Regions from separate parts of the Mus musculus genome. Here regions 2, 3, 4 and 5 are each linked to region 1. Evidence: chromatin contacts called from public HiCAR-type and promoter capture Hi-C data. All regions are on one chromosome and are shown on one strand. The core of a region is the stretch at or near the end of the contact, and the rest is flanking DNA. Distances in the headings are between cores, read along the strand shown. Region 1 holds the start of Zc3h6 (zinc finger CCCH type containing 6). Region 2 holds the start of Dtwd1 (DTW domain containing 1). Region 3 holds the start of Pank2 (pantothenate kinase 2). Region 4 holds the start of Gabpb1 (GA repeat binding protein, beta 1). Region 5 holds the start of Sppl2a (signal peptide peptidase like 2A).

Region 1 (5,535 bases), core at 1,433-3,932:
TCACAAAGCTAACTGGTTACAGTCCTGGAAAGGGCCATTTCTGTAGACCCCCTGCTCTGTGGGATTTCTTCCTTCTTTCCTTTAGCCTAGGCTCAAATAGCAATTCTCCTTTGCCTCCAGAGTGTTGGAATTATACATATAACTCACCACATACAGATAGTGCAGTTTCTTGATGTAGTTCTTTCCACGTCAGAGGTTTTATATATACATCTATATCTATATTTATGATTCACAACACCACCTAACACTGGCTAAATTAAAACTGAGTTGAGATACTTTTGGGTCTAATTTAAAACAAAACTATTGCTACTTATCATTTGCTCCTCCTACTAATCTATATCCTTTAAACTAAAGTTTCATTTTAACTTCTAAGTCAGTATTTTAAAACTTCAAATTCTACTTTCTAAAAAACCCAGGGTTTGTTGTGTAGGGCAGGCTGCCATGAACATGCCACCTTCTTGTCTCAGCCTGAGTGTTGGATTACAGGTATGTATTACCACACTGGACCTCAAACTCTTTTCAAAGTCTGATAGCAGCCAGGCATGGCAGTGCACACCTTTAATCCAGCACTCTGTAGGCATAGACAGGCTGATCTTTTTGAGTTCTAAGACAGACTGGTCTACATATCAAGTTCTAGGCCAGCTAAGGCTAAGGAGACCACCTCTCAAAAGGGATGGGGGTAAGAGAAAACCATGGTGTCATTGTTCTGTAGAAGCATTATTTTGATTTCTAAACTTGGTGACACGTTTTATTATGTAAAATACATATTTCTACATATTCAAGTTACACTATCCACTAACATGAGATTTCCTTTCATATTAATGAATTTTAAGTACATCAAGTCACTGGCTTATCAATAGACTTCTCAACATTATTAGTTAATTCTAGGACCTTCACTTTTAAACTTTTTTTAATAGGGCAATATTGGGCTATGAGTGTAGCCAAGTGTTAGAGTACTTGCCTATCACACAAGAGTCCTTAGGTCCATTTGACAGCACTGAAACTACAAAGGTATCATCTTTTTTAAAAAATCATTAAAAATGTCCAGTGCAAGCTTCTGCACTTATGTAAGAGCACTTTTTACTATCTAAACCTTGCTACATGCTTCATTGATGTCTTTCTAGAGAATTATCATTACATTAGTGAAGTTCTTAGGATTTTTTTAAATCCCTTTCAAGGTTGCCATATATTTTGGCATTTAAAATTTCAATGATTTTTGTTGGTTTTTGTTGTTGTTGTTTTGTTTTGCTTCCTTTGTATTTAGGGAAGGAAGGTGAGTGTAATGCTTTATCAAAAGCATATGATATTTATCAGGAATTCTTAAGTCTTATGGGCCACACTAGAACACAATGTATCTGAGACTATTCACAAAGCAATGTGAGGATGTCCACTTTCAAGTCAATATTCTAAGTAGGAATCAGCTGAATGAGATTTGGCACCAGGAGTTTTAATAAAAGTCCTCCTCTGACACCTTTAAAAATTTGTTTATCAATGTCAAGAGTATATTCTGTAAATGCCACCAAACCTTTGAATGGTGCTAAGAATGTGCCTCTCAGAGCACAACAAAACTAAAACTGGAAAATGAGAATCTCAGCTAAATAGTCAAATATTTATTTAGCACCTAGGAAATCAGGTAAAGCTAAAACTCTGCAGTCTACTTGTGTTAACGTATTTAATATGAAAAACTGCCATTTCACTTTCCTGGAGGTTATAGGACTGCGGCAGACACATGGCCTGGGAGTGGGGGATGGGAGGGAAAGAGACTCCCCAACCCCCTCCAAAAAAAAAAAAAAAAAAAAAAAAAAAAAAACTAAACATGTTTATTTTCAGAGGTAGACTCGGGTCGGAGGCAAACATCCACTAGGCCTACTACTGAGCTTTTGGGGCCGGTTCCAACGGGGCTGCCAACGCCGGTCACTGGCCTGGCGGGCAGCGGCCGCAGCCGCGCCGCCGCCCGCGTGGCGCCGACGACTGAGCCGGGCCAGGGGCGGGGGGCTCGCACGTGCCCGGCGGGGGCGGGGCGGCGAGAGCGACGGCGACCCCGGCTCCGGGAGGCGGGCGCGGCCGCTTCGGCCTCCCCCGCGGCGGCCGGCAGGCAGCGGCGGTGGACGAAGGTGCGCGTCACGGAACCGATGGAGCCACACAGAGACGTCTAAGTCATGCAGGAGGCGCCCGGCCCCGGCCCGCTCCCGCCGCCCCGACCCCTCCTCTCATCCGACAGAAAGACAGACAAGAAGGGTTCCCGACCTGTCGTGCCCTGCATGTTCAGAGTCTGTCATGTTTGGTCAAGAACGGGGCGGGGCTGGAGGGCAGGTCTGGAGGCCGGCGGCGGCGGTGGCGGCGGCAGCGGGGCGCGGGGAGGACCCCTGCGCCGCCTGCGGGCAACCCTGTCCCCGGCCGCCGCCGACAGGTGACGAAGTGGTAAAAACTCACGGTTACTAGTGAGCGACACAGACACAGACTTTCCAGTCTATTAACAACCAACGCCAGAGAGATGGGGCTCTAACTGCAAAGACTGGGCAACGGCCCCGCGCTGCCGGCGCTGCCGCTCTAGTCTGTATTCGCCGCCGGAGGCTGAGGCGTGGGAGCCGGCGGGCGGCGTGCAGCGACGCGGGGATTTGGACAGTGGCCGTAACGGTGATTTCTCCTCACCAACATGGCGGCACCCGAAACAGGCGGCTCAGAAAATGGCGCCGGCCGCAACACCTTGCCCGGGACTAAAGGGCAAGTGGAATTCCTCCGCGAGCCGCGGCCCTCTCCCAGCCCGCCGGTGCCGAGCGCACTAGCCATTGGAGGAAACTGCCCGTCAATCACTTCCAGGGGCGGGCCTTTAATACGCTCGCTGCGGCAGCGGAGGCAGCAATCTGATGGGTGTGAGGCCAGGGATGCGGTTCGGTGGCGCGTGGAGTTATATCGGGCGGGGCAGGTCACCCCGCCAGGCCTGCTGTGTCCACCAGGTCCTCTGTGCCCATTTCTCGATGTTCCTGCGAGACTCGTCGTCTAAGGCTTTGGAGTTCCGGACTCATCACACTGTCCCCCTCCACCCCGCCACCGTTAACTGCGCGACAAAGAAAGGAACCCAGGACTGGCGGTTTTCTTTGTTAAAAAGAAAGAAAGAAAGAAAAGCTTTCTTTGTTGCCGAAAGAACTCGGAATCATCCTTAAGCCCTTAAACTTGTAGCTGTTATGTCTCCGTAGTGTAAGGAAGACTGCCTGCCATGCAACTTTTTCTGATACTAAATTCACCCAGTCCTTACTTGACGATTAAAAATAGCTATTGAGGTAATTAAAACATGATCTTGTGTCTGTTAGCGGTTTAGATGTGGAATTCATTCGAGTATTTCATAAGAACAAGACTTCATTTCTTCGTATGTCCATGGCCTTCAGACGTATTTCCATATCCTTCAGAAATAGTCTTGAAATGATGAGTAATGTATACTTAGTTCTGAAGGAAAGTTAATTTTTTTTATTAAAATGATAAGCTTAAATGTCCAATATTTCTAAATACACGACGTCTTTTGTCTTTGATGTGTAAATAACGTGCATTCAAAGAGCAATTGCGATTAGATAAATGTGAAAAGAGAAAAAAAGTTATTTAGTTGAATGCAGCTATTGACAAGACTTGAACCCTGACAGATCTTCACGGCCCATTATAGGAAACTTTCAAAAGGCACATCTGTTTTAACTAGAGAAGCAATATTATTAGTTTTTGGAACTAAAATGTAAAGCCTCTTCATTTAATCGTTTTACTAGGAACAGTGAAAGGCTTTTGAGGTGTAACAGCTGCTCTTCACAACTGCATTTTCTGCTTAGACATTAAAATAATGATTTAGGATTTGAATTTGATTTTTTTTTTTAATAAAAAGAAAATCTTTGAACTGGTACACATTTGAGTATTGCTGTTTTCAAATTCGTTTGGAAGTTTAAACGCACACCAAAATAAATTCTGGGCATTAGCTTACTCAGAAAAACAACTTTTGAAATGTTGCCTCCAGACAAAATTAACATACTGACACACTTGGAAGGTCCAATTGTTGGCTATCTAGGCCAACTCAAGCCACAAGGAAAGGATTCCCTGTGGTGTACTCTATTTGTAAACTTTATATACTTTATAAACCCTCAAGGCAGGAAAGCCACAGCTCTCAGCTGGCTGAACACAAAGCAGTCAGGCCCCGCACCCAGACTTCCCTAACAGCCCTAAAGGTCATCTTCTAAGGGCTACTGCAGTCATTCATTCGCAACCTGAGCTATGAAAGTGGCCAAGAAAGTGCCCTACAAGAAAAAAAAAAAAAATCCCGCCACCCCCTGAAAAGGAAGTCTCATTAGTCCCTGGCTTGTCACAGAAACCAGTTCCTGAGCATGAAAACCAACAAATCCCTGAGCAGAAAAATTCACCAATCCCTGAAAATACCAAACTCTGGACTTGAAATCCCAACAGTCCTCAGCCTGGAAAACTGGACAGCTCCGCCCCCTAAGAAATCCTATGGAAGGCCTGCCTTCAGCTCAGTCAGGGGCTGTTTTCTCACCTGAGCAGAGGCAGCAGTCCTGCGGTTTTCTCTCCCAATAAATCCCTTGTGTGAGGTTTGTTGTACTGTGTGACTTTGTGCCTCCCAACTGCGAGGATACCTTTCCTTTCAGACCTACAACATTTCCATCATCCGCAAAGAGTATTTCCTCGCCATTTGTTACCCTCTGTTGACCTCAAAATAGAAGATAACCTGGAATCTGCTCAGCCCTTTCCTCTTTAAAAGAAATCGCTTGTAGACTTTAGAATTTAATTCACCTCTGAGATTACTAAATTCTGTGACCAGAGCTCATTGATATTTTTTAAAGCCATCCCTGTACTTAAAACTGAGAGTTGCACTCTTTTATATTTAATATTCTGAGTATATAATAGCCACTCGTTCTGTGTATGTTGGGGCAGCTGTGTGGAAGTACAAGGACAGCTTGCAGGAGGCCATTCTCTCCTCCCGCCATTTTCTCACCCAGGCAGAGGCAGCCACCCTTCTGGGTGATTGACCTCAAGACATTCAGAGCTTGGTGGCAGGCAGCACTCGGGTTCTCAGCAGCCCCGGAACTGATATCGTAATAGAACTTTATGACTTTCCCTATAGATACCTTACACCTTTGATAGACTCCTCACAATCGGATACTTCTGCTTTCATTGCTGTGTAACAAGCTATAATAATACACTGTTTTAACTTATAGTTTGGAATAGGAAACATTTCCAGAATCCTACACATATTCAACCCATGCTCTAACAAGAGCTAAACTCCCAACACAAGGGTTTGGGGTGTTTGTTTGTTTTCCCAGTCTAATCCTTGGATTCTAGGTTCTCATTCTACACTCACTGAGATTTCCAGTACTAGTGTGTGGGAACCACAGAGGTCTTTGAGCTCTCAGATAAGCACTAGGGAAAGCAGGAATGTTAAACACACAGGGTTGTCCCTTAAAAGGGAAGGGTGCATAACCTGTTATCTGCCCAAAAAGCTGGAATTAGATGAGGTTAATAGTCAGTCAGTCTGGTTACCTTTGA
Region 2 (5,535 bases), core at 1,975-4,474, 2.8 Mb after region 1:
TTTCATTTAAATCACAATGGTCCAGACGATTTTAGGATTAAGAGAGACTTACTCCTTACTCCCAAGCAGGCTGAACGTTTTTTTAAAACTGAAGTAGAATTTAGAAACAAGATCGTCTAGATTTTCTATTTCTCATATTAAATTTTATATGCAGGCAAATAAAGTAAATATACTTTAGAAAACTATACAGTTGCTCAAATCCTTTCTTACGTACTTCTAACAAGTGGTAGGCAAAGCAAATGATTTGGGAAATAATCCTGTTGTTAAATTTCTATCAAAACAGTAGCTCTATAAATATAACTTTTTCTTTCTGATCTACATTTCTTTTTTCAGAGCATTGGAGTCTGTGATCATAACAGAGAGCATAACAGCAGGCAGGCAAGGTGCTGGAGCGGTGTATATATGTGCACACACACACACACACACACACACACACACACACACACACACACACAGATGGTCTCTTTTTAAGTGCATTTTTCTTCTTTCCCACGAGCCTCTTACCTGCACACATGGGATCTGCTCGGTGGGCACGTTTCCCACTGGGACACAGCATGTGTAGCAGTAGAACATCCTTGAGCCACCACATTGGCGACACCGGGACCTCCCACTTTGTTGAGCCTTACGCAGCACTTCCTGAGACGCTAAGCATAAGTTTTGAAGGGGGTCTTCTGAAGCAATGGAAGTGGTTTGTGACGGTTTTGTTTCTACACAGTTTGCATTATCTTCTTTACTTTCTTGAGGAACTACAGATGGACTGAGAGCCATTTTCCCTTTGAACCAAAATATTCTGTTTCTAAAGCATGTATCATAGGTACACTGCAAAAATTAAAATGAGAAGGAATGAAATGTCAACATTGTACTGTCATTACAAATAAAATTGCCCAGTATGTTACAGTTAGCTTTAGTACTTATCAACAGATATTAATAAGTTCAAAACCCACTAAATTGATATGCTTGAAAATACAAAATTAAAAACCAACTCAAAAAAGCAATTTCAGTTACTCTTTCATTAAAAAATGGAAATGTCTATATTAAAATGATTTCACATATAAAATTTAGACATTGACAATCCATTCTGATAGTACCCATTTTGTCCCAAATATAGTAATTTTGATTTAAAATATTAATAATACAAGACTTTCTGTTACTATTGTACAGAAATACGTTCAACTATATAAATTGAATTGGCATCCTATGACACCAACACTCATGATAAATCTAAATAAAACATAAAAGTCTATAATGGTATGAGTAAAATCAGTTGGGTATTGTGAATACACACACACACACACACACACTTTTCTTTTTTCCCTGGATTTCTGACTTAAAACTCCTTTCTGAGGAGGGGTAATAGAAAGTTCAACTTAAATTGTCCCAGTATAACAGTAGATGAATACCGGATTCTGCCTTATTTCCTCCCTTGGAGGGAGGAAAGCCAAAGAACCTGACAGGCCCTGAGGATTTCCTTTCACTCGGTTAGCAAGTAAGCCTATAAAACCCTCTCTAAAACCCCATCAGGACTTCCGGTAGCTTCTGGACAGTTGATGATGCAAGGGCATCCGCTCACTGTAAGGAAGCCCACCTCGGCTGCACAGGGAGGAAGCACCTGTGCTCTAGTCCCTTACCTACTCCACCTGCCTGTATGTTTAAATCTGTTAAAATCGCCTTTATAATAACCATCAAATGCAAGCATAGTGTCCCCTGAGATCTGTGGGCCACACAAGCAAATCAAATGCATTTGAAGAGGGGATGAAGGACTCTCAGCTTGTAGCTAGTTGGAAGGGAATTCTGATGGTTCAGTGTGTGACTTGGAAGAGGCTGGGACAATTTTGTGACTGAATTGTCAGCCTGTGGATTCTGACATTGTCTCCAGTAGTATATAATAACAATCAATGACAACAAGGACATAGATGCATGTAAGTATACCTATACTTAACATCAAATACGTGCAGGGCGATGCAGCTGGAGTTGGGTGGGGGAGAGTTGTAAAGAATTAGAAAACAAGGGCGGTTCCTAGGGCAAATAACTAGCATCCTGATGGTCTACTCTGCAAATTGGGCTGAAAAACTTTTTTTTCCACTCAATTTCTCTAAAAATAATGATACTTATGCAGTTTCATCCTGTCTGCTTTGCACATAACATCTATTTTTAGGCTCAAAGTCAGATTCTAACTCAGTTATAAACTCACACAAAGACAATCTTTTACACTTCTGACTACTTATCCCTGGGTCCACATATTTGATATGGACAAACATATTCATTTGGAGGCACTTTTCAATGAGGCAAAAGTACAACTCTTTCCGATTTACCTATTCTTGATTTTTTTTAGATAGATTCAAATACTTATCAACTAAATTGAAACCACTCTGTAGAAGGCATCCAGGACTTATCTTTCTACTCAACTTTGGGGCACTACACAGATCGGCGGAACAAGGCTACTTTTTCCAACACACTAAGCTGATTTGCCTCCCAAGGGAATATTCTTTAAATTTCTCCTATTTTGAATTGTGGACAAATTCAGGACCAGATAAGACTGTTTTCAATATTTGCTTGTGAAGTACTAAGAACTGATCGTATAATTTGATGAGGTACAATATCCCTCTCGCCCCCCCCCCCCTTTTTTTTAAACATCCAAGATACCACCGCCATTTTTTAAACACAGAACTTGACTCCCTTCCCACAGAACACATTATATGACAGGCGAAATGTCTTGGAAATTTTTGCATTTGGAGTTCAATCATAAACAGCCCTGAAATGCTGCAATCTTGGGCTCTTCATCCTTACCCAACCTCGTGGAACTAGCAACGCAAAGTGTTACTATACTTGTCTCACATTCCCAAGAAATAGACACACAAGAAACGCGTCTGCTTATCGGCTGACGGTAACAGCACACATCTGGTTTCCTTTTCCCGCGACCATGCCGAAACCACGCCAAAGCCTGAATTACAGATCGGTGCTCACAGGGAGCTGGCCTTGCCAGGAGTGAGCAACGCCGACTCGGGAAGCCTAATAAGGCTTCATTTAGGCCCCAGACCACTCAAGTCTTGCCCCCACGGGCACGCCACACGCAGCACTAGCCCGCAGTGAGACCTCCGCTGGGCCTGGCCGGCGTCCGGCCCGAGCCACCCGACCCGAGGGGATGCCGACCTGCACCACGCTCAACTCTCGGTCCGTACCGCCTCCGCTCCACGCGCTCCCCCCCGGAGCGCTTTCCGCAGAACACCGGAGGGCGGGGCCTGGCGGTTGCCAGGGCCACGGGGAAGCTGACCACGGCGCATGCTCAGAGGGAGAATCCCGTGGGCGAGCAGGAGGAACTGGTTCGGAAGTCCCGCCTTCGCTTCCCGGGTGACCTGTTCCAAAGGAACCGTCAGCTTCCTGCTGTGCCGCCCGTTGTGGGCCCCCAGCGCAACTGGGGACGTGTTCCGGAACAGCCTTTTCGAAAGTAGTTTCTGTGAGTTAGTGAGGAGCTAGTAACACCGCTTTACCTCCCCAAATACTATATTTACGAGATCTCAGACTTGTAGCTTTAGGTGGTTGGTAGTTCAAGCTTGATAGACTTCTTAGGAAAACCGTTTATGCATTTTGTGCTTTGCTTACAACACGCAGAGTTGACACCTACTGTATTTTTCTTTTATTTTTTTTTAAAGTCTAATATATGTGGATAAGTGATTAAATTATTTTTCTATGCTCCACCTCAAAGAAACCTAAACAATAGTTGTTAAATTAGAAACAAAACTGTCATATATCAAGCAATTTGTTTAATGAGTGGAGAATTATGAAATTAACCAATGGGAGAAAAAGAACAGCCTTGTGTGTAATCACGAATGACAAGCCAGGACACTGATATTTACCACACCAGAATTTATATAAAAGTTTTAACAGAAAAATAGACAATGGTTAACATGAATTCCCAGGATCACACCTGTAAGTAGGAGAAAGGCCCATTTCCAGCCTGGTCATGAGTGGTAGCTTCTACTTGAATAGGAGAGACAGAGACAGACAGACAGAGAGACACAGAGAGGAAGAAGAAGAAGAAGGAGGAGGAGGAGGAGGAGGAGGAGGAGGAGAGAGAGAGAGAGAAGAGGAGAGGAAGAGAAGAGAAGGGAAGGGAAGGGGAAGGAAGAAGGGGAAGGGAAGGGAAGAGAGAGGAGGAGAGGGGAGGGGAGAGGAGAGGAGAGGGGAGGGGAGGGGAGGGGAGAGGAGAGGAGGAGAGGAGAATCCCTTCTGTCACTCTTAGCAGACTGAATAGGTCCCTTAATGTTTTGGAGACCTCAACTCGAGCCAAACTGGTATTCCTGATTTGGATACAGAAAAGGAATTTCAGAACTAGTGAGAGTGAGGTAGAAATTAGACCATGGATATTTGAATTTAGACTTTAAGCAAAAATGTTTTAATAAAGAGAGGCATGCAGAACAAAAGTCATTCTAAATGTCAGCCAGTCCACTATACCTTCACTTATCAAAACAGAAAAAGAAGTTACTAACCTTTTGAGACGCAATGTGAGAGCCACCAGAATGGTATTCATATATGTTGAATGCTAAAACAGTTGAGAGTCTACTTTGAGACCCACATTGACATGTCTACCTGCCTTAGGAATTAAGCTTTAGTTATTTGTGCACAACATCACAGTTAGGCATCAAACAGTGAGGGCCTGAACATCAGAAAATGGGATATTTGACTTTTAATTGTTAGCCCTTTCAATTTTTGGCTTTGTTATTGTCATCTTTACACCTTGCCCTGGAAGTGCTTACATGTTAAGTATGGGTAGTACAGGAAACATTATGACAAATTTTAGGAACCTCAAAAGAGGCTGGGGGAGTCCATGAAGCCAAATCCTGATGAGTGGTTGGAGTCTAGGGAAGAATTTCCAACTGGACAGGGTGTTGCATAGGATATGTCGTTTCACATCTTGACTTATTTATAAACAACAATAAAAACTTAAGTCAAAACTATACTTTAGAGCCAGCAGTGATAACTCATATCTGTATTGGGGAACCAGGAGAATCAAGAGATTGAGACTATCCTAGCACACATAGTAAGTTTCAGGCCAGTCTAGACTGGGGAAGACACTGTCTAAAACAAAATCCCATATTTTTTAAATAATGAAATTATTCATGGCAGAAAGTCATTAGGCTTAGTACATTATACTTAGTAAAGTACTATCCAATAGAACTTTCAGCTGCATGTATGTACATATATACATATGTGCATATATGCATAGATATGGCAAGCATTCCTATGTTCCAATGTTCTAGGTTGCTATGTCTGTGTAACTAATTACTCCAAAGTACAGTAGTTTGAAACAACCATGTGGTCTAGTGCATAATGGATTGTTTTGTTTTCTCTTGTAAGTCAAATGGAAAGACTGAGCATACTATCAGGGTGCCTATTAATACATTCACGACTTGAATTACTTTGAGAATTTCACACAGTGCATTTTGATCATATTCGCCTTCTTTCCTAACTCCTCCCAGATACACCCTCTCCATCCTCAACTTTAAGTTTTCATTATCATAAAAACAAACAAACAAA
Region 3 (5,535 bases), core at 1,010-3,509, 2.3 Mb before region 1:
CAGTAGATAGAAGGAAAAGCACAAAGGCTAAAAAAATTCCTCAATTGCAGAGTAGCTACTTGTCAGTGGGCACCATTCTTTTGGTCAGTGAAACAGACTATCACCACATACCTACCACAGGAGTTCACCAGGCTGAATTGTGCCAGACTAACAACTAATCAAAAACAACACTGCAAATTTGGTGACATAATCATCTACATATGGCTAATTGTCACATTAACCCTCTAACATTGATGCTCAGGTTAATGTAATACAAACCCACAAAGGAACTTCAGGTTTTTCTGTTGCTTAGAAATCAGGTGCTTGATGCACAGCCTATAACTTCAGCACTTGGGAGCTAGAGGAGAAGATATCCTGGAACATGAGATTGTCTTAAAACAAAAACAAAACTCAGGTGCTTGGACTGGAGATACTATATACAGCTCAGAGACAGAACATTTACCACATGTACAAAGCCCTGTGTTCCAACCTACAACTGAAAGAAAGGAGAAAGGGGAAGAGGAGCCTGGCACTGGCACAGTATATACCCAGCACTGAAGGGTCTGCCCTGAGGACGAGGCCAACTTGGGTAATTCATCAGACTGCTCTCAGCCGGGCGTGGTGGCACATGCCTTTAATCCCAGCACTCGGGAGGCAGAGGCAGGCGGATTTCTGAGTTCGAGGCCAGCCTGGTCTACAGAGTGAAGTTCCAGGACAGCCAAGGCTACACAGAGAAACCCTGTCTTGAAAAAAACCAAAAAAAAAAAAAAAACAAACAAACAAAAAACAAAAAAAAAACAAAACAAAACAAAACCTGCCCTCAAGTCTGACAACCTGAGCTCCATCCCCAGGACTGGGCAAAGTTGTCCTCTGACCTACACCAATACAGACACACACGATAAATAAGTGTAATAAGGAAGTTATTTATCAAGCAAACGATTCTACAACAGGAACTCTTTGAAAATCCGTTTTCCTTTTTTCTTTTAGGACAGGGTCTTAAATTTCATATTCCTCTGCCTCCACCTCCCAAGTGGCTGGTATTATAAAATCTCTTACAAGTCGAGAAAAGAAAAAAAAAATATATACATATAGTGATATAAAGTACTAAACATACATACATACATACATCCTCCAAACCTTCCATGGCAAAACAGAGCTACATCCAATCGCTCAAATCATCGATAAAAGCAACTGGGGTGGGGGTGAGCAGGTAGGGCTGGGCGCGGACTATCCAACAGACCTCACACATCAAGCCACTTCCCGTAATTCTCATAGCCTGCCTGCACTCAGCATTTACCTTCCTCATACCGTAATCTGATATCCAGGTCTTAACCACATGTAAAACACAGACAGCTATGCTGAAAAGTTCCTATTACAGTATTAGGACAATTGACACTTTCAGCAGTAGTCGTGGATGCTAGACAACAGCCCTAAAGGCTTTAAAGGGGAGAAAACACACAAGACAAGAAACACAAATTGGTAATAAAATGAGAACCCGATTCTCTGAAAAGAGTAACTCCCTAGGCTTAAGAGTAACTGAGGAACAGGTCGACTCCCTTCCAAAGAAAAGGCTTTACTGCCCAGAATGCTATGGCTGAAACCGGAATTCCCGTGAACTAACGGAAGGGAAACGGGGGAAAACCTCTGGATGCGAGATGACCTGAATTCTCTCGGGAAGAAAACCGAGCAAAGCTTAGAAGCGTATCGAGCCCAGAGTCGAGTTTTGGGCCTGCTGCGCCTCAGGGGCATTTTCTAGCAACCTCCAAATTAATCACCATAGAAAAGGCTTCAGTTGTGAGCGCGATGGATGATTCAAAGGGACTTGGGAGAGGAGGAGCCTTCTCAAGAAAAAAAGAGGGAGTCTCAGGAAAAGAACACCCCAGGGGACAGGGAGGAAGTGGCGGGGAGCCCTCGCGCGGGCACCGCCGGCGCGCAAACAACGACGGCCGTGCCGGGGCACTTACGCGGCCGCCTCTTCCGGAGGCCTTCGGCGCGCGGGCGGCCGGCCGAGGTGGAGCCGCCTAGAGAGCCGGGCCGCTCCCGTCTCACACTCTCCGCCTCCCCGGACCCCGACGGCGCCGCGCTACTCGCCCGGCGCCTCAGCGGGTCCCGCCTCCGCGCTTCCGAGTCCGCAGACTCGCCGACCGCGGCTGAGGTGGCGGCAGCCCTGCCCTGGCGCTCCATAGGCGCGCCAAACCGGCCCGCTCCCATCCGCAACAGCCGCCGCTGCCGCCCGAGCCAGCCCCCCAGCGCCGCCTTGCCGCCTCCGCGCAGCCCGCTGGAGCGCAGGCGCACGCCGGCTGCCGCCTTTTCCGTTGCGCCAACGTGCAGCTAGCCAATCCGAGCTGGCTAGGGGCGGGTTCCAGAGGTCTTGTCCAATAGGCTCCCAGACTCCAGCCGAAGAGACCGCGCCACCATCCAACGACAGGCACTCTGGACGGATGAAGGCGGGGTCAGCGCAGGCTGGGAGCGATCGTGGAGGGGCCCAAAGGATTTGAGTGAGGGGCGCCCTCTCTTGTGCATCCGCGAGAGCGGTGGCCAAGCTGCTCCCCTATTCCCTAGAACTCCAGGGAGTCTACTATCTCTTCTCTGTTCACGAATCACTCCTTCCTCCCGCCCAATAGAGCCCCCGAAGCTACTGAGAAGTGTTAACAGAAGGAAGGACTCTGAGCTGCGACTAACCTTAGCCTTTGTCCCCGGGTCTGGTTCTATAGCTGCAGTAGGAGCCACACTACAGTCCACAAAGTACAAGCACCGTCTCTTCCTTTGTGCTATGACTTCATTCCCAGTACCAGAAGGAATGAAAAGACTGAGGTTTGTCTCCATGACAACTGGCGGGAGGAGGTGGATTCTAAATCCTTCACCTACTCCCCTTCCTGAAGAAGGCAGTATGAAGGCTTGGAAGTTAGGTTGGTTGGGGTTGTTGTTGTTGTTGGGGTTTTTGTTTGTTTGTTTTTCTTTAATGTGTTTGAGCATTTTTCATGCATGTATGTCTGTGACCCTGGTGTGTGCCTGATGGTCGCTGAGGGCAGAAGAAATCGAGGGATTTCCCCATATGGATCCCAGGAATCTAACCCAGACCTCTGCAAGAACAGCAAATGCTCTTAATCACTGAACCATAGCTCCAGACCCCTGGGTTTTTACAGAAGATGGATTTTTTTTTTAAATCGTTTGCCCTTCCCAAGTGCCCTAACCCTTGATATCCCACCCAGATATACCCCTGAAGCATTCCCTCAGTCCCTCAATTTTAAGTGACTGAGGCTTTCTCACAATTTCCTAAGTACCTTTCTTGGGAGGAGATAATGTCCCTTGAATAACAGCCCTCTTACCTTCTAACTTACTCCCTCACTAATAGTTCCGGCCTGAGCTTCTCTTGTGAATGCTGAAAAACACTCCCATACTTGCTCCAAACTAGTACCCCACAGTGTAGAATTAACTCTGGAAACCTTATTTCCTAACTTGAAATTCCAGCTTCCGCAGGAACACACACACACACACACACACACACACACACACACACACTGGATCTAACAAAAATCAGGAATGCCCATAACAGAGTAGGACTGCTCTTCAGAAGACCAGGAATCAATTCCCAGCTTCCACATGGCTCACAACCCTCTGTAACTTCTGGCCATTCCACTCTCTCTTCTGGTCCCCCTAGAGTACCAGGCAGCCACATGCTGAAGTAAGAATGCATGCTGCCAGCCTCTCATGCTGTCTCTGTCCCGTGTGTAGCCATTATACCGACCCAAATCACTGGGCTAGAGCCTGAGGAAAGCTCCTTTTAGGCTTTAAGCTAAAATCTTCAGACATCATTGGAATTCTGAATTATGTGTAAACAATAAAGACAAGATAGATGAGACAAAGTGAGAGCCATCAAAGCCCTACTGCTGAACTTAGCATCCCCCCCCCGCCCCCCACCTCCTAGGGCTGGGCATCCAGCCGGAGTGCATTGGATCTACAAGCCTGAAGTGCTTGCTATCAGAGGAAACTGTGTTCTTGCTCCTGGTGTTATCTGCAGACTGGTTAGCTGACTTTTGCCACCATGCCTGGCAACTGAACACACCTCCCTTCTTGTTGATAAGAACGAGGCCCTCTTAGCTAATCCATCTACATTTGTGGCTGCTGCCCCTGTAATGACAGCCACCACTCCCTGCTCCCGCTCCCACTCCCGCTCCTGTTCCTGCTCCTGCAGCCTCAGCCAAAATCGAAGCCAAGGAAGAATCAAGCCAAGGAAGAATCGGAGGAGTGAATGAATATGGGATTTCAACTAATTACAGAACCTTAACCAATCCAACCAGCTTTATTTGTAAAGTATGGAGATCAAGGCTTAAAGACATTTAGATGATGAGGCGACTTACCTAAAAGCAGATAAATTAAAAAATGACAGAGAACAGGGAGAGGAGGATATAGCTCCAGTAGAGAGTCCTTCAAATAGGGGAAGTCTTAGATTCAGACTCCATCATGGCAAAAAGAGAATAGGCAGGGAAGTTATACTATTCTCTGCCTGCATAATCAAAAGAAGGCAGAGACTGGAGCCAAGCATGGTGGTCCATGCCTGTACCTGCAGCACTCAGAAGGTTCCCAGGTTAAAAGCTACCTTGGGCTATGTAGGAAGACCCTATCCCGAGAAGAAAAGGGACAGCACAGATTGAATTATCAATAGATTTCTGAAAACCCACCCCCAGCTTTTTCAAACCATGCCCAGATTTGTTTCTTAAATATAATTCTCACCCTTCACACCCTTCATATTGTGAACTTGCTGACACTCTATGGTATCAAATTTAATCACAAGTGGGACATTTATAATCAAATCAGAAATGCAAAGTGTTAGCACATACCTCCAATCAACTCCAGAACTATGCAGACAGAGAGACAGGCCGATCTCTGTGAGTTTGAGGCCAGCCTGGGCCATATAGTGAGAACCTGTTTCAAAAAAAAAAAAAAAAAAAAAGCAAAAGAGATAACGATAACATAAGATTCTGTATTAAGTTCAGAGGCTGGGGTCTAGCTTAGCGGTACTTGCCTAATATTCCCGAGGCCCCGAGTTCAATCTTTAGCACTGCAATTACAAAGCTGAACTAAAGGGCTGGGCTTAGTGGTACATACCTGGAATCCTAGCACTTGGGAGGTGAGGGAGGAGGATCAGGAGACCAAGTCAGGCTGTCTTCCTATGTAGTCTGAGGCCAGCCTGGGCTACATACGTCCCAGTTTCTAAACCTTTTTTTTTCCCCCCAATATTAATGTCAAATGTAAGAAGCAAAGGTGATGCTACTTTGGGGAAAGGGGAGGAAGGGAAAGAGATCTAGGAGACAGGGAGCTTTCTTCTGGGGCCCCGGCCTGGGTCTGGGCCCGAGTGGAGATCAGAAGATAATCATCCTTCCGAGTTACTTCTTTCCATCTCTTATGTCCCAGGAATTAAACTCAGGTTGTCAGGTTTTCAAGTACTTTGCCCAGTGGGCTGTCTCAGAGCCCCAGAAACTAGTAGTGTTTCTTGATTTGAGTGATTACATGTGTTCTCTATGTAATATTTCATCAAGGTGTTAATTTGTGATT
Region 4 (5,535 bases), core at 864-3,363, 2.3 Mb after region 1:
ACAGAAGCTTCATCTTCCCTAGCAGTCCTCTCCCTTTGCTTTTTTCAGTGAACACACTGCCAACCCTCAAGTACTCTGACAAACTTGAGTCACCTTCCTTGACATCTCCTTCAGGCATTCTCACATCCAGTCAAGCATTCTCCAAATTCCTAACAAGCAGTTGTGATTTCCTTGATTCCTACTTGTGACTACCTCAACCTGTGTAGTCAGTTTTCCAAACTACTGCTTCTCCATGCCTGGGGCGTTTTTACTGAATAGCTACCAGTCAAAAACACCAACTCATTAAGGAGACATTCAAGGAGGTCACTCAACCTCTACAGGTCCATTTCTGGGAATGATCGAAATCATCTCTCTAGTTCTGCATTACTGTTCCCTTCGACTGGATGGCCTTCACCAATTTCTGATTTCTATATAACTTTTATATAGCTATTTGATTCCTCTGTAAGGTTACTGTGTGTGTCTGTTTGTGGCAGGGGAATATTCCTGCAATCACACCACATTCAGCTTTTCTGGCATAACCACTGATGATGTATACTCGTCTAGATGCTATAGCACAATTAAGGCAATTAACTATTTACTCAAAATATTATGGAAAGGAATAACAATTTAAAAAAATTCATAAGAGCTGGCAGTATTGGTACACCCCTCTAATCCCAGCACCTGGGAGGCAGAGGCAGGTAGACCTCTTTAAGTTTGAGCCCAGCCTGGTCTACAGAGTGAATTCCAGAGCAGTCAGAGCTTCACAAAGCGAGACCCTATCTCAAAACCAACCAACCAACCAAACCTAACCAAAAACCCCTGAAATAAAATATTAAATAAAAAGAAAAAACATGAACTATGCTCTCCCCATTCTGTTTACTTTGCTATGTCTTACACTGGCTACAAACTTTCACTATATAAATAAGAAAGGCAGCCGGGCGTGGTGGCCTTTAATCCCAGCACTCGGGAGGCAGAGGCAGGCAGATTTCTGAGTTCGAGGCCAGCCTGGTCTACAAAGTGAGTTCCAGGACAGCCAGGGGCTATACAGAGAAACCCGGTCTCGAAAAACCAAAAAATAAGGGCAAGTGTCCTTATCTGAGGACAGACACACACAAACACAAATGAAGTCTGTAAACAATTTGGATCTCATTTAAGCCATTTTGCTCCTAGGTTATTCTCGGTTGTCTCCGATATTCTCATTCCTAGATACCTGACGCCAAAAGTTCCACGGGTAGTGGACTTTTCGGTGAAATATATCAAAGTGGAACTTTGAAAATCGCATGTGAAGTAAATTTATAAGGCTTTTCCTTCACAAATCATCATCTCCCAATCAACTCTTGGTTCATTGAAAGTAAAATACGTCACTAGGCATGGTGGTACGCGCCTTTAATCCCAACAATTGAGAGGCAGAGGCAGGCGGATTCTTTTGAGTTTGAGGCCACCCTGGTCTACAAAGCCAGTTCCAGGTCAGGCAGGGCTGTTACAGAGAAACCTTGCCTCGAAAACAAATCAACAAAAATCCTGACAATACAGACAGGAGAAAAGCGTCACTATTACAACATTAAAAAAAAAAAAAGCCACAGAAACATCCACGTCACACACGACCAGTTTACACCAGGTGAAGAGGACAGGCATCCTTTGTTCCCGCACAGGCCCCACAACCAGCGATTCCGGGTACCTTCCAGGACCACGGTAAGTTAAATCTTAGGTACCCGGCTGCCCTTCCGCCTGCCGGGAATCTGCTAGAACACCCCATAGTCAAGTCCAAGCTCCAAGCGTCCCGAAATGCCGGCACTTTCCGTGTCACGCCGGGGGAGAACTTAGCACACGCACCCCTAACTCCCACACATCCCGCCCCGCGACGCGGCGCGGAACACCCAGCCGCGCACAGGGCCACCGCAGCGCTCACCCCGCTGCCGCGCAGGCGCCGGGCGAGCCGGGACTTGCGGTCGCCCCGCGGATCATTCCGCCGCAGCCTTTGTGTGGCCGAACGCTAGAAATGGCTTATTTCCTTTCTCCCCGTTTAAAGTCAGAAGCAGACCCTCTCATCCCTTTCTCCCGCCGGAACGGGGCTGGGGGAGGGCGGCGGCAGGCTCGCTCCCGGGGCCAGTGGGGCGGAAACGGGCGCGGGTTGGCGAGGCCGCCGCAGGCATGCTGGGAGCTCGGCCGCCGTGTCCCTCCGCGCCGACGGGGACTTTTCGGTGGGGATTTTGGGCGCCGAGCAGACGCGGCATTTTCGGAAAATAGCGCCCTGTGCAGCGAAGCGCTCTGTGTGTGGCGGGGCCGCGTCTGCCCTGACGGCTCCGAGGCGCCGCGGTCCCCGCACCTCCTCCCGCTGCTCCCCCGCCGCCGCTCCCGAAGCTTTTCCAGGTCAGTGCGGGTCTGTGTAGGGCCCTGTTACCACCGGATGTGGAAGTTGATCTCTTCGCTGGTAAAAAATAATTCCACTTCCCCCGGAACCCAGATCATCCCCGCGATTTCCTGTTTATTGCATTAAGGCGCCGGGTTTCCGGGGCTCCTGGCCCCGCTTGTTTGGCGGGGGTCGGCGGGGTCGGCCTGGGTGTCCGTGCTGCCGCCGCCGCCGCCGCCGCGCTTTGTCCGCCCGGCGCTTGGCTTCTGGGAGGGGCGGCAGACATGGTGGCGGCCGCCGCCCCCTCCTCGGTCAGGCGCCGCGGCCTCCTGCGGGCCCCACGGGTCGGGTCTGCGGTGGGGTCGCCATGGCCGTGGGGGTCCGGGCCGGCGGGGCAGGCGGCGGGAGAGGCGGCGCTGTCCCCGCCCGCTCCTTTGTCTCGGCGGCCTGAGGGCCTGGCCTGGCCGGGCCGACGACAAGCGGGAGGGAAGGCCGGGCCGCGCTGCCCCGCTGGGCCCCGCGGAGCCCGGGGCGCTCGGGTTTCGGCCCGAACAGCCGGGTCGGGGCAGGGTAGACGGGCCAGTCCGGAAGGGACGGAGCCTGCCATTCTCAGTGGCCGAGACTTTTGCCCCGGAGACTTCGCCACCGGAACCCACGCGAGCGCGGGTGCGGAAAGAAGCCGCGAGTTTCGTCGGTCATGTCTTGCCTGGGCACAGATCGGTGTTGAGTGTGCTGTTGTGAACCTCTCCCACGGCGTTGAAGCCGCGGGCTTAGCCTTGAAGTGTGCATCTCCAAAATGAGAGCGAAGGAAAGCGGGCCTACCTGCTGGCTTTTTTTCCCTTGAAGCTTTTGCTTTAAGCCCATTTCCACTGTGTCTAGCAGACACATTTGCTTTAAAGCAGGGAGCGAGACCACAGTACTTCTGAAAGAGAGCTTCATAACGTGGGAGTAATTTTTAAGAGTTCTTTCTGCAGACACTGTGGTTTGTTGTCTATTCAGGCAAGTTACTTTCTGAAATGTAATTTTTATCTGGGGGTAAAAAAGAACGGTGGTGTGCTTTTTCTAGGGAAGTAGTGGCCTTCCCAGAATTGAAAACGCACCGAATTTAGTACGCAGACGATAGTCTACCTCACAGAGATTCACCCAGATTAATTTAAATATAACTGATAGCTTTTTGGCTCTTAGGCCTTCAGACTCTGACTTTTTAAGTTTTAAGGGAACTGATGGCTCTTATCCCTTTATTCGCTTTTCTTATTTTGTCAAAAATGAAAAGTAACGTGTCAACTCATGACTTAGGCAAGAGTCACATTGTTTTGCACTTTCGAAAGTCTTTTTTAAAGCCTAGTTTAACAGAAAACATTCTTGAGTCAATTTTTGCAGACAGTCTTGTGATATGCCACATAGCCAATGGAAAACACTGTATGTATATTATGCTTTTTTTAAAAAACATGATATATCCCATCCTTCTATTCAGCATGTTAAGTACAATCAAGATATTGTGAAAGACAAACTGAATGAGAAGAATGATTCTTGTAGTTTGGGGGAGAGGCCTCTAACTTTTTAAAAGATGGCCATTTAGATGCTTAAGCATTGCAGAGATTATAATTTACCAGTAGCCTTGATATCTGGAAATAGTCCAAGTGACAAGACATTTTAAAGTTCCAGTTCATATGCTTAACGATGTACACATATAATCAGCGTGTAAAGACCCGCTTGTAAGTACCTTCTTCACGAGGACACGTGCATCTTAGGCGCTTCAGACTTCCGTGGGAAGTGAGGTGTTTGCCGAAACAAAATGCACATGTAGTTTGCATGTGTAAGTCTTAGCCTCTTCCCTGACTCAGTCTGGGTTTCTTGGGTGTGGGCGATTAATCTGTAATAGTTCAAGATGAGTTTGGGGCTAATGGCTTTGGAAGGAAGCTGAGTTTCCAGTGGTTTCTTAAAACCCTCGTCTGATTCTGTCAGTTGACCTCTGCTGTTTCATCAACAGGAAGCATCTGGCCATTCTTCATGTCATTGTCAGAAAGTGCCAGGTGCATTTTTATGTTTGCTATTATGCATATCAAAATTGGATCTTAATTTTAACCTCGTTTTTATTCCCCTCCCTCCCTCCCCCGGCATTTTAAAAACCCGTGGTATCTCTAGGTATAGGTGAGGCAAACATTACAAATTCAAAAATTGTCACATGAAATTTTAGGTCAGAAATTAATTTTTGAGTGAGCTCAAGTTTCTTGCAAGTTGTCTTGTTAGTAAATGCACTGATGATGTCCAATCCTTATCTCACCGGCTATCTTAGAGACTCATGTCAAGGCAAGTTCCTGGACATCTAGGAACTTGTTTACATATTGACAAATATGACAATTTGACATTGTATACATGTCATATAGTGTACAAATTAAGGTATGTGTTGGGACCCATTCACTTTCTCTGCTCTAGTTTATAAATGTATAATTGCAGTCGTAATATGAGTGTGGGTAGCTGTCCAGTGATCCAGTGGCTTTTTAACTAAAAATTACATTTCAGTAACAAGTGTCTCAACTTGGGGTCAGTTGTAATTAGCATTTTCCTTGTCTGAGGAGGATTGTTCCTTCATCCCTGTAAAAGATAAATCTTGTGTCAGAAGAAGTTAGAATTAGAACCTGTGTTCTCAGCTCTGCAGTGTTGTCCACAAAGGTTAGTGCATTTTTATTTGGACTGTGGATGTTTATGGCAGTAGAGATGTAGGCAGAGAGTAAGTTCTCCAAAGACAAGACTTGATTTATCCTGATAGAAAAAAAGTTGAAGAATACCAGTTGAAGCTTTTCTGGTCACAGGAGCTGATACTGACTCCTGTGTGCCTTAGTTGTCTCATTTGTACAGTAGGAATAATTACATGAATTCTTCCATAGAAAGTGGTCACAATGATGCCTTAGAGCACTGATTCCCAACCTTCCTAATGCTGCCACTTTTTAATACAGTTCCTCATGTTTTGTTGACCCCCTAACCATAAAATCATTTCATTGCTATTTTGTAATTAATTTTGCAACTATCATGAATTGTAATGTAAATATCTGTCACCGGTAGTCTTAGGTAATCCCTGTGAAAGTGATGTTTGACCCCACCCCTCACCCCAAGGGATCACAACCTATAGGTTGAGAACTGCTGCCTTAGGTCATTAATAGATCAGTAAATTTTACTGTTTTTTTTTTTTTTCCTTAATTTCAGTT
Region 5 (5,535 bases), core at 789-3,288, 2.0 Mb after region 1:
TTTATATATGTGTGTGTGTGTGTTTGTTTATATATAGATGCTTTATGATTGTCTTCTCCCAGTCTACAGTGGTCTTTATTCCTTTAAGAATATCTTCCAGGGGATGGAGAGATGGCTCAGTGGTTAAGAGCACTGGCTGCTCTTCAGGAGATGGACCTGGGGTCAATACCCAGCATCCACATGGCTGCTTATAATCAATAATTACCTAGAACTCCAGTTCTGGGATCTGGTGTCCTCTTTTGATCTCTGTAGACACCTGCACACACATAGTAGACATAAGCTCATGTAGGTGTCTATGAAAGTACACACACAAATAAATATTTAAAAAACATATCTTCCAAAGAACAGAGGTTTTTATTTTGGTGAAGTGAATTTGATTTTATTGTTGTATAGTTTTTCCTTTTTTCGTGTCCTATTTTAGGAATTCTCATCCAACAAGAAGCTCTTAAGAGTATAAATGTTCCCCTGAGACAACTTAGAAGGTCAGGAGTAAGATTTATTTGAGCTAAACTGAGGTAGCAGTATGAGGTCTCTGGAATGCTCATTCTCTGATTCTCGGATTCAATAGGTTTGGATGGTGATGCTGAAACTGCAGTCAGGAGCCGTGGTCCAGGCCAGCACTCTGAAACACTAAATAATGAAAGGTTTTTAAGCTTGGCTGTATATTAAATCTGGAAATGTTTTTAAAATCCAGATATATTGCTCTCATCAGATGAGCAAGTATCTAGGATCCCAGTGGAAAGGGGAGATTAGCTTAAACATCAGTGTCCTAGAAGGATTCTAAAAGTGGCTGAGAGTAAATGCAACAATGCTTGACAGGCAGTTTCTGTCTAGGGGGTTCTTACAGCTGGTAGGGTTACAAATAGATTGAAACTGGACCAGAGGGGGAAGCCAGGGGACAGACAACTACAGAAAAAACCCACGCAGAACTGTGGGAGAGCTTCCTTCAGGAATTCCCCCAGGAAGATGCCAATGAGGAAGTCTCAAGTTCCAAGCTGTGCAACTATTTCACCCTCTGCCTCTTCTCACTCTCCCCCTCTCCTAACTTCAGCCAAGGTCCAGTTCTGTAGTTCTGTAGTTCTGTAGTTGCCTCCCTTGGCTTTCAGACTAATGCTTCCTTCCTCTTTGCCTAGCTGAAATTAACTTGCACAGAAGGTAATAGTCAGTTATACTCAGCTAGGGCTGGTGTTTTTTTTTTTTTTTTTTTTTTTTTTTTCTCTTCCTGGTGCCCTATTTTTACCTCCCTTGGATCCTTGTGGAGTTCCTTGTGAAAGGTTGCTTTGTAACAGTGTTTGCTCACACATCTGTAGTCCTTGCTGTGTCCCTCCTTTAGGATAACAGGAACACTGTCCTATTCAGTGTTTGGTATTAAATAGTCATCCAACAAATATTTGACAACCTAGTATACACTGGATATTCTGTGTGTAAGGACACAGCAGTCAACAGAGCAAAGAGGGATCCTTCCATTAACTGGATAGCAGCATGGGAGATACATAGATGAGTATAAGAAAATGGGGGGAGGGACCCCCAAAACCTCAGGCATGGTGACTTATGCCTATGATACAGGAAGATCTCTGAGTTCTAGGCCATCATCTTCAAAGTGAGTTCAGTACTAGTCGAGGATGTTTCCAAAGAAAGCAAGAACAACAACAGCAATAAATAAATAAATAAATAAATAACAAAAAGAAAAAAAAAGCTATGAAGGTTACAAATAAATCATAGCATGAAAGTGAATTAAGGGGTACTTAAGATGAAGTGTACTAGGAAACCCTCTTTAGGGAGGAAGTGTTAAGTAAGTGATAAGGGAACACCAAGAGTGTATTCCCCAGAGACTGCCCGCCTGGAGGGTCTGTGGATCTTAACGGGTGGGAAAGTAGAGAAACCAAGGACAGAGAAAACAGGGTGAGGTGACGTAAACTTAGCAGCAGAGGAAGAGTTTTGATTTGTGCTGCCAAGTGTGGAGAGGAGCCTCGTCTGGGTTCCGTATTTACGAAGATCGCCCCGAGGCTACGTGGCAGAGGCCAGAAAGGAAACTGAAACCCGAAGCTCCAGTGGCTTGGAATGGGCGGCGGCCGCAGTTAGGGGGAACCGAACGAGAACCCAGGATTTACGCAGCTAAAACGGCTCTGCCAGGAGCTGACAGTACCCACAGAGTCCCGGCCTAGCGTTTCGCGGGAGGGACCGGAAGAGGAAGTCGGGGCTGCACCCTAGAGGTCCGGGTGCCGCCAGCGCAGCCTGAGCCTAGCTGCCCGCCCGTGGGATGGGGCTGCTGCACTCGCTGCACGCTCCCGCGGCTGCCCTGCTCTGGAGCTGCCTGCTCGGACTGGTGAGAGCCGCACTCCCCTCCCCTCCCCTCCGCTTTTCCCTCCCCTTCCTCCCGCTTCCTCCCCCTCCCCCTCCATCCCTTCCTTTCCCTCTAACCTCCTCCGGATTTCCCTCATCCCTCCTCCTTCCCTACCTCCCCCTTCCTCTCCTTCTACCCTGGCTTCCCATTCTCCCACTGCCCGGGCCCGGTTAACTGCCTTCGTCCTTGAGTCCCAGCATTCCTCACCCGCCCCCAGCCCCCGAAATCCAGCGAAATGCCCAACCCCTGGGAGAAACCCGCGGGCGGGGGTAGGAGTGGGTGGGGAGCTTCCTCCTCCTTGGTCCTGGAGCCCTCTCTATAATTTTTCACTGTGCTGGCATCTTTTCTTCTTAATTCAAAGAATTCACTTCTGTGCTTCTCTGTGTAGCCCAATCTTACTGCTGCCTTTTGCCTAGAAAAAGGCGGATGGAGGGGCCGGTGTGAACAGGGTTCCAGGTGTTAGCGTTCTGGCCTGCTCTTTTGTTGACTGCGCTCACATACATTTCTCTCTATAGCCATATGAATATCTATATACTTTCCTTTCACTCCCAGATAGTGCCTTCTATGTAAGGTACATGTGATTATACTATGGGATTTGTATTATGCTTTTGTTTTCATATAGGTATACTTTAAAATACCTTTAAAGGGGAAATGAGAGGTTTGAATAGTTTGACGTCTAAAAGGGTCAAAGTCTGGTTGAGAAAAAAATAACAAATATGCGCTCACATACCCATATTTGCTGAAATAATGTTTTAAAATTCGGGATCAAAGTAATTTGAGCTCCAATGTGTGACCAAGAAGCTAACTCTCAGTGTTTTAGATTTTGTTTCTGTTCACTTTCTTTTCTGACATTTGATGTTGGGAAATTTGTATCGGTATTGTTTGCACACTGTTGTGTAAACTGTGTATGTAGTTATTACTTAAAAACCATCACTTCTCTGAAAGACTGCTTTGTCACTCTGGGCTTGAAAAGGTCATGGAGAAGGTTTAAGCCCCAAACAGTTTTTTTTTTTTTTTTTTTTTTAAGGTAGCCTTTGGCGTTCTAGGAACTTTGCTGGACAGCATTCGGAGAGAACCCATTCAAAAAGTATTTTGAGGAGAGAATGACAGCACAGTAGCTTTACTTTGTATCTTTAAAGCAGGAACTGAATAACCAGACAAGTGTCATTTAGGTCCAAAGAAAACTCACAGGATATGTAAATGTCTCGGCCCTCTAGCTTAGCTGTCAAGCTTAACTCATTTCAGGGAACTTAAGATGATTAATACGAAATAATGTTTACGTACTTATACCATAGCTCCACTAATTTTTCTCAAGGTAAATCAATATTTAGCACAGTAATACATCTACTCTTGATAAACCCACATTTTTTGGGCACTCAGGAAGCTGAGGTCTGTGGATCTCTTGAGTTTGGAGCCGGTTTGGTCTACAGAGAGTTCCAGGACAGCCTACAGAGAGAAATCTTGTCTCAAGAAAACAAACCAAACCAAACAGAACATACAAAGTGTTAAGTCCACACTGTGGTTGCTATTAAAGAGCTCAGAAGATACCTGGGTAATGATGGATGTCATGGATACAAGGGTAATGACGGCTACCTATGTAGCATGCTATTTTTGTTGTTGTCTTAATTCTTTCTTCAGACTTTTTTTTTCTCTGTAGCCCTGGCTGTCCTGGAACTCACTCTGTAGACCAGGCTGACTTCAAACACACAGAGATCCCCCTGCCTCTGCCTCCTCTAAGAGCCGAGCTTAAAGGCTTGTGCCACCACTGACCTATTTAGCAAGCTTGTTTTAGGTATGGTCCCTGAAGTACTTGGCCTCCCCCAAACAGGGTCTGAAACTGGCTGCCCTTGAGCTCCCCAAGAATAACAGTGAGTCTGACTGTCTGACTGTAGCGTGGGGATTGTAGGCATGAACCACCGTGCTCAAATGGCTTCATAAATGGTAGGCGAGTGCTCGACTGAGCTAAATCCCTAGCCAGCTGAGGAATAAGAGTCTTGTTGTTGTTTGTTTGTTTTGTTTTTAAGGTTTGGAAAGTTGGTAATAGGTTCCCTTGGTTGCGACTTTAAACATGTCCCTTTTCTGAACAAACTATAAGATTTCCAAATATTTTTGTAGTGGCTTTGCTTTTGATTCTTAGCATAAATCTTAACTACAAATATCTATTAATACCTGTGTGAGATAATCTGAACAATGTGCTACCCGGACATTGCCTCTTTCAGTCCTTTAAACTCAGCTTCCCACAGGGTCAGAGTTTGGACAAAATGAAGACAAGTTCTTTACCAGAATGGTACAGCATGGTGCATTTAGCCTAATTCCAGATAGAGTCATCATTCCGTCTGCAAATTCATGAGCCTGCTTTTTTACTATCTGCATTGAGGGCAGCATCCCGCTATTCTGTTCTCTCCCCAGAATGGCCTTGATAAGCTCTTTTTATAGCATGGTAGGCTTTCTCTAGACTGCTCCTCCAAACCTCCAAACTTCTCCTACACACTAATGTCAAAGGCTTATGAACCATATCATCAGCTATAATCTGTCATAAGCAACAACCTACCTCTGCAGTACCATATTTCTCAGCATACTGTTAGTTGTGGCTGCTTGTGTTTTCACTGCTGACCCATTTCCCTGGATCTTGTGTTCTTTTTATTTTTTATTTTTTAAACTGGAAATATTTGGTTCCTTTTAAACAGCTATTGATGGTATAATACAACAATTCCAGGTGATACTAATTTAAACATTTACTAGTTCAGGGAAGGACAATCTCAGCACAACGTAAAGCCAAGTGTCACGTGACTCCGCTGCTTTCTCAAGAAAGGAGGGATGAAGGCATGGTCAGAATGGTGGTTGACAACTTGGACTCCTGTAGGTTGCTTATGGGTCATTTTGTAGATATACTGGCAGGCGAGATGTTGGAAGCAAACCTACTGTTCTTAGAAACAACAGTATGCTTAAAATAGGAAAAAGAAAAAGAAAAAAAGTCGTACATTTGAGCTCATATCTGAAAACAAAGAAAAATATCCACCAAATAGCACAACAGATTTTTTTAAATAATTATTTTCTAACATTAACATTGTTATTGTAGGGGGCTGGAGAGATGGCTCAGTGATTAAGAGCACTGACTGCTCTTCCGAAGGTCCTGAATTCAAATCCCGGCAACCACATGGTGGCTCACAACCATCCATAATGAGATCTGA

Evidence for each region. Promoter capture Hi-C pulls out the DNA fragments that hold promoters and counts their contacts. HiCAR-type assays count read pairs that join an accessible place to other places.
Region 2: a contact with region 1 is called in a promoter capture Hi-C map of pre-B cells, with 4 times the contacts expected there. The contact joins the promoter of Dtwd1 here to the promoter of Zc3h6 in region 1. A contact is called at or near these places in 2 of 39 promoter capture datasets (the C10 cell line and pre-B cells).
Region 3: a promoter capture Hi-C map of pre-B cells shows a contact between it and region 1, with 4 times the contacts expected there. The contact joins the promoter of Pank2 here to the promoter of Zc3h6 in region 1. A contact is called at or near these places in 2 of 39 promoter capture datasets (liver and pre-B cells).
Region 4: a contact with region 1 is called in a promoter capture Hi-C map of pre-B cells, with 4 times the contacts expected there. The contact joins the promoter of Gabpb1 here to the promoter of Zc3h6 in region 1. A contact is called at or near these places in 3 of 39 promoter capture datasets (the C10 cell line, embryonic stem cells and pre-B cells) and 2 of 115 datasets of contacts at active chromatin or transcription factors (astrocytes and thymic regulatory T cells).
Region 5: a contact with region 1 is called in a HiCAR-type map of astrocytes, with 4 times the contacts expected there. The contact joins the promoter of Sppl2a here to the promoter of Zc3h6 in region 1. A contact is called at or near these places in 2 of 39 promoter capture datasets (liver and pre-B cells) and 1 of 115 datasets of contacts at active chromatin or transcription factors (astrocytes).

The regions. Positions count from the first base shown.
Region 1 is chr2:128,964,549-128,970,083 of GRCm38.p6, reverse strand. Zc3h6 (zinc finger CCCH type containing 6) reads right to left here and starts at 2,682. Exons shown (of 12, transcript NM_178404.3): 1 at 2,248-2,682. The coding sequence starts at 2,279.
Region 2 is chr2:126,149,830-126,155,364 of GRCm38.p6, reverse strand. It overlaps Dtwd1 (DTW domain containing 1), which reads right to left and starts at 3,224. Exons shown (of 5, transcript NM_026981.2): 1 at 3,151-3,224; 2 at 505-819. The coding sequence starts at 768. Fam227b (family with sequence similarity 227, member B) reads left to right here and starts at 3,361. Exons shown (of 17, transcript NM_029455.3): 1 at 3,361-3,454.
Region 3 is chr2:131,259,224-131,264,758 of GRCm38.p6, reverse strand. Pank2 (pantothenate kinase 2) reads right to left here and starts at 2,259. Exons shown (of 7, transcript NM_153501.2): 1 at 1,944-2,259. The coding sequence starts at 2,190.
Region 4 is chr2:126,672,170-126,677,704 of GRCm38.p6, reverse strand. It overlaps Gabpb1 (GA repeat binding protein, beta 1), which reads left to right and starts at 2,113. Exons shown (of 9, transcript NM_001271468.1): 1 at 2,113-2,349. It overlaps A630026N12Rik (RIKEN cDNA A630026N12 gene), which reads left to right and starts at 2,418. Exons shown (of 1, transcript NR_166192.1): 1 at 2,418-5,535.
Region 5 is chr2:126,929,738-126,935,272 of GRCm38.p6, reverse strand. Sppl2a (signal peptide peptidase like 2A) reads left to right here and starts at 2,038. Exons shown (of 15, transcript NM_023220.2): 1 at 2,038-2,326. The coding sequence starts at 2,261.